Regions from separate parts of the Pan troglodytes genome. Here region 1 is linked to region 2. The links are chromatin contacts, called in public Hi-C maps. All regions are on one chromosome and are shown on one strand. The core of a region is the stretch at or near the end of the contact, and the rest is flanking DNA. Distances in the headings are between cores, read along the strand shown.

Region 1 (2,783 bases), core at 30-2,529, 440 kb after region 2:
CTACTCCTCTAATTCCACAAGAGATACAAAGAATTAAAGAAATTGTGATTAACAGCCCTGTATCTGGAGCTCATGAAGCTCAGAGGATTGGGAATGGAAGTGGCAGGTTTAGGCTTGAATCAGAACTTCTGGATTTAAGAAAACAAAACAGGCCAGGCGCGGTGGCTCACACCTGTAATCCCAGCACTCTGGGAGGCCAAGGCGGGCAGATCAGGAGCTTGAGACCAGCCTGCCCAACGTGAGAAACCCTGTCTCTACTAAGAATAAAAAAATTAGCCAGGCATGGTGGTGGCACGCCTGTTAATCCCCGCTACTTGGGAGATTGAGGCAGGAGAATCGCTTGAACCTGGGAAGCAGAGGTTGCAGTGAGCCGAGATGGCGCCACTGCACTCCAGCCTGGGCCACAGAGCGCGACTCCGTCTCAAACGAACAAACGACAACAACAAAATGCAAACTCTGGCCAGGCGCGGTGGCTCATGCCTGTAATCCCAGCACGTTGGGAGGCCAAGGTGGGCGTATCACTTGAGGTCAGGAGTTCAAGACCAGCCTGGCCAACATGGTGAAACCCCATCTCTACTAAAAATACAAAAATTAGCCAGGTGTGGTGTCATGCACCTGTAGTCCCAGCTACTCAGAAGGCTGAGGCAGGATAATCGCTTGAACCTGGAAGACAGAGGTTGCGGTGAGCACAGATCGCGCCACTGCACCCCAACCTGAGCGACAGAGCAAGACTCCATAAAAAAAAAAAAAACAAAAACCCACGCAGATTGCAGATTCCTGGGCCCCATCCTCGCCTTTCTGAATTGCAGCCTTTCACCCTTTAAGAATGAGAGGGTGAAATCTGCACGTCATACAAATAGCCCAGGGGCTATTAATCTGATGTTGCTCCCCAGCTCCCTCCAACACCGTCAGAGGGTGCACGGATTAGGCCTCTGCTGCGTGCAGAGAAGCATCCTAGGTGCTGCGTGGCTGTGCCAAAGCAGCAGAAACCGGTGGTGTGCCTTAAGATGCATGCTCCAAAGCTGTCCACAAGGCCTCTGGTACAGGCTTCCAGGTCTACGTCTCGGCTTCCCCGACAGTGTCCATGCGACACTGTCACCAGTTTCTCCTCTCACAAACAGAAAATCAAATTCGGATTGGGCAAATGATTCCCTGCCCGGGTGTGGAATAAGGGTCAAGTCCTAAGTATGGAGAGAGCGCCGGCTCCCGCCAGGATATGCGAAGCTCTGGAGGGGAGGCCAAGCCACCAGGCACCCGGCAGGAGAAGAGGAGGCTGGAGAGCGCCGCCCAGTGCCTGCAGGCCGGGCGCTCCACGCCTCCCCTCCCCCCTGCACACCCCATTCCCCTCCGGTTGCCCCGCCTGGGAAGCCCCCTCCCCACACCTCCCCGCCCAGCATCTGCACGAGAGCCGCGAGCCCTGGCCCAGAGCTCTGGGTGGGCCTCTCACCCCAGACGGCGGCCGCAGCCCGTCCCTGATCACCGGCCGCCTGAGCCCTCCGTTCGCTCGGCGCGAGCGCCGCCACCCGTCCTTACCCCCATCCAGTCCGAGGCCAGCCCCGTAGGCTCCGAGCCTGCTCCGTGAAAAGCCTTTTCCCCAGGAGGAGAGTTACTGGAAAGCAAGAGGAAGCCGAGAAGAGGCGGTGGCTGCAGCGCGCGGGGCCGGGCGGGGGCGCGGGGGCGTCGGGGCACTGACTGGGCAGCGCGGTTTCCCCTCATCCCGGGACACGGCGCGGCGCTAGCGCCACCCAGCGGACGCGGTGGGAATTGCGCTCCCTTCCTGCGCTGGGGCTCTGGACACACAGGCGACCAAGAATGACGCCTGCAGCCGGATAAACGCTCGGGGCAAGGCCGCTATCATCCCTCTGCCGGGAGTGAGTCAAGTCTCAGCAAAAGAAGAAGCCACTTTGGCCAAAATTCCAAGAGTGCTGATGAAGACGGTGACATCTGACATTTCAATGGCACTTTCCATTTCCCCCGGGGTGCGCATTCCGGGCCAGTGGAGTGCTGCGTCGCCTGTGCAGGACCTGGAGGTCTGCAGGACTGTGACCAGTCGGAGTCTCGGAGTCGTGGGTTAAACATTAGTCGGGAGCACTCGTTCATTCCCTGAGCTCCCCTTGCCATTCACCCTTCGGTCCCTGAAGCCGGAAGGGAGACTGCCCCGCCCCCTGCCTGCCGCCCGGTGGCTCTCCCGGGGCCCTCTTGGCCCCTCTCTCCCAGCCCTCCATACAGTGAAGGGTTGTTTCCGCTGTTGACTTCCACCTGTGGGAGCAGAGAAAGGAAGCGGGGCAGAGGAGAAGGGGAAGGTGTCAGGCGATTCCCCTCCTTGCGCTGCAAGCCGGGTGGGAATAGAACACCTGCAGCCCTCCCCGGCGCCCTGCGAATGAGGTGGGAGTGGGAACGCCATCAGGGCAGAGCCCCTCCAGCTGGCTGGGGTCTGCACCCCCTCGCCAGCCCGGCCACCTCAAAACGGTGCTTGCCTCCCTGCGGGGGTGTAGAAGCCTCTTGGAGCAGCACTTGTAGAAAATCAAGTCCCTGGAAAGAAGCAAAATTAATCCGTTTGTTTCTCTATTTATTTTTGCTTCCCCACACCAGGTATTCACTTCATCCAAGGCTGCCCAATGTCACCTTCCACCCAGAGGAATCTCCCCTCTCCACCCCAGGCCAACAGCCTCTGCCTTCAGCTGTGGCCTCCACTCTGGCATTACTCTGGGCAGAGGGCTCAGGAGGGCTCAAGGAGGACCAGTGACATTCAGAGTGGCCAGAGTAAAGGGAGGGAGGGGGAG
Region 2 (3,136 bases), core at 293-2,792:
TGAATTGGAATCTGTATTTTATCAAAATCCCCTGGTGATTTGTTTACAAATCAAGGTCCTCCACACCTGAGAGGCTGGCTGTTTAGGGAACTGCCTATAATCTCAGCATTTTGGGAGGCCAAGGCATGGAACCAAGGCTGAAGTTCCATGTCACAGGAGGGAAGAATGGCGAGTGATGTGGCGAGAGCAAGGGGTGAGGTTAGGGAGGTCTGTGAAGCCAAGACACACATACCATTTTTATCCTGAGACCAGAGAAGAGTTGCTCAGTTTAGAGCAGTGGGATGCAATTTGCCTTGAGGCGATGGCTCTGCTACAGCGGGGAGAGTGGATTGAGCTGGGGGAGACGGGAACAAGTTAGGTTTTAGTTCCTTTAGAAGCTGCAGGTTGCACTTTGGAGCCCAGCGGCCATGGTGTATTTTTATCATGTTCAAACCCCGGCTTGGCTTTTCACACACTGAGTGGCTGTGACTTAAGACACCGCTATTTAACTTTTCTGAGCCTCTCCTTCCTCATTTGTCCTAGGCATGGCACCTTCTTTTTATGAGACCTCAATCACAGCGTCAACAAAAAAACAAATGTCCAGAATGGAATCTGATTTTGATGTGTTAGGAATTCAGGTGGAATCAGAAATGCTACAACTGGCTGGCTCTATACCGACTCCTAGCCCAGATGGCAGGACTCAGGCCCCTTTCCTTCTACACAGCTGTGTGGTCGGAGAAAGAGCCCAGAACTGGGGCTTAGGAATCCAGCTTCTAGAAAATTCAGCTCAGTGCTCCACCTAACCTGAAATCTCCGCAGAAAAGCAGCTCCACTCTCCAGCCCTCCATGCACGTTCCATACCTGCCTGCCTGCCTGCCCCTGCTTGGGCTGTCTCCTGCACCTGAAGTGCACGTGTGCACGCGCGTGTTTACTCCACATTATGTTTGGGACACTGTGCTCAGTGCTTTGGGTGAGTGAGAAACACTCTCTTCTCACCCCATCAAAATCCATCCTGCCCTTTGAGCTCATTTCCTACACGCCTTACCCATCTGAACTCAAATGGCCTGTGAAGTAATAGCCCAGAGTTGAGAGCACCTGGTGGGGACATTTCGCCAGGGGAGAACGAGTCAGCAGGCCCTGATAGGGCCAGGTCCTCTCCCCAGGGTCTTGTGAGGTGAGCAGGGACAGAGCAAGGTCGGTCAGGGAGGGCCTGCAGGGGTCGTTTGGCCAAAGGACCGTGCCGGGGCCTTTCCTCTCTCCCTGTGCTGCACCTCCAAACGTGACCACACGGGGTCAGTGTCCTTTCATGCTTGAGTTGGTGAAAGTGGAGCCCTGCTCCACCCCAGGGCTCTCTCTGCAGGGTCTTTCTGCAGAGTTGTAGCTAATTGTACAAAAACTTCCCCGAGGCTGGGAGCAAAGTAATCTTTTGCGCCAGAATGACCCAAGGTCAGGGTGAAGAAGAAGAGCAGCAGATTGTTTTCACAGTCATGTTGTTTCACTGAGAGGGGCCCCTGGAGCCCTGTATGGATGCCCTGCACAGGCCGGCTCAGAGCTCTCTGGCTCATTAGTAAGCACTCATTCGGGCAGACGGCTGGGGAGGCGGGAAGGCCAGCCACAACAGGGAAGACGTCTGAATTCCGCACACTTAAATCCCTCTGGAACATTCAGGGGTCCCAATCCACAGCAGACTATTCCTGCTGGTCCTGTTTTTTGTTTTTGTTTTTGTTTTTGTTTTGGAGATGGGGTATTGCTCTGTCACCCAGGCTGGAGTGCAGTGGGATGATCACAGCTCACTGCAGCCTCGGCTTCCCGGGCTCAAGCAGGCCTCAGCCTCCCGAGTAGCTGGGACTGTAGGCATGCGCCACCATGCCTGGGTTTTTAAAAATTATTTTTTGAGATAGGGTCTTGCTCTGTCGCCCAGGCTGAAGTGCAGTGGCACCTTCTTGGCTCACTGCAAACTCCGCCTCCCAGGTTCAAGCGATTCTCTTGCCTCAGCCTCCCGGGTATCTGGGATTACAGGCATGTGCCACCACGTCCTGCTAATTTTTGTATTTTTAGTAGATATGGGGCTTCACCATGGTGGCCAGACTGGTCACGAACTCCTGACCTCAAGTGATCCTCCCACCTCGGCCTCCCAAAGTGCTGGGATCACAGGAGTGAGCCACCGCGCCTGGCCCCACGCCTGGCTTTTAAAAAGTTTTTCTAGAGGCGAGGTTTCCCTATGTTGCCCAGGCTGGTCTTGAACTCCTGGGCTCAAGCAATCCTCCTGCCTTGGCCTCCCAAAATGCTGAGGTTATAGGCATAAGCCACTGTGTCTGGCCACCGGTCCTGTTTTTAAAGTCTACAGCAGACTCAGCCTCAAGTACTGCTGCTGGTGGTTGAGACCTCAGCCCAGGCCACAAGGGCCAGGGGCTCACCCTTCACAGGAGGGTGGTGGGTACTGACACAATGGCCAACCACCCTGCCAGGCAGGACTTTGCTGGGGGAAAAGTCCCCAGAGGTCTAATCCAGCAAATGCATGTCTCACTGGCTCACCCACCCTCCTGCTCCCCAGAGGAGCAAAGAGTTCCTCAGCCTTATGTTGTTGATGGCTCTCAGGGCCTGAGATGAGGGCTGGGATGGGGACTTTGGAGAATGGGCTAGGGACCCTAGGGGCTGCTGAGGGCCAAGAATGGCTGTTGGTATAAATCCCTGGGCCCCACACCAGAGTCCAGGCACAGATCAAGTTTTGTGAAGTCTGAAGCTTATATAATTTGGAGATCTCTTCAAGAAAAATAACACAAAATAAAAAAATACAAAGTTGAACATAAAAGTAAATATTTAGAATGAGAAAATAGATGACATCAAGTTATAAATTTTTAAAGGCTGACAAATACCACAAACATCACAAAATCCAGAAAATTCACATTTTTATTAACTGATACGCTTCTATAATATTTTTCCGTGTGCTTTTGTCTGCCTACTCTTTGATGACCACTTCAAATGCCAATAATTTTGTAGTGCCATTTTCTATAGAAATAATAGAAAGATAATTTAGTGTTTTTTCCAGCATAGTTGATCAAAAATTTCTGTAATATTGCTATAGGTTTATGGTTAACTCAAGAATTTCATACATTCTTGAGTTATTTATTTATTTATTTATTTTTATAAATAAAAA

What was found. A called contact is a pair of places that touch in the nucleus more often than the background predicts.
Region 1: a Hi-C map of induced pluripotent stem cells shows a contact between it and region 2, with 6 times the contacts expected there. The contact joins two enhancer-like sites. A contact is called at or near these places in 5 of 7 Hi-C or Micro-C datasets (blood, induced pluripotent stem cells, a lymphoblastoid cell line and 1 more) and 1 of 1 datasets of contacts at active chromatin or transcription factors (stem cell-derived excitatory neurons).

Annotation. Positions count from the first base shown.
Region 1 is chr1:70,553,857-70,556,639 of NHGRI_mPanTro3-v2.0_pri, forward strand. TEX35 (testis expressed 35) reads right to left here. Exons shown (of 12, transcript XR_010157076.1): 10 at 1,534-2,532. Among named protein-coding and RNA genes, the nearest start is that of TEX35, 30 kb to the right of the region's middle. Within about 2 kb of position 1,280, at least 14 of the 24 cell types and tissues checked have an H3K27ac peak or open chromatin away from gene starts, as enhancers often do. A contact at or near this core is called in induced pluripotent stem cells, where this site is marked.
Region 2 is chr1:70,114,854-70,117,989 of NHGRI_mPanTro3-v2.0_pri, forward strand. No RefSeq gene overlaps it. Among named protein-coding and RNA genes, the nearest start is that of FAM20B, 20 kb to the left of the region's middle. Within about 2 kb of position 1,543, at least 9 of the 24 cell types and tissues checked have an H3K27ac peak or open chromatin away from gene starts, as enhancers often do. A contact at or near this core is called in induced pluripotent stem cells, where this site is marked.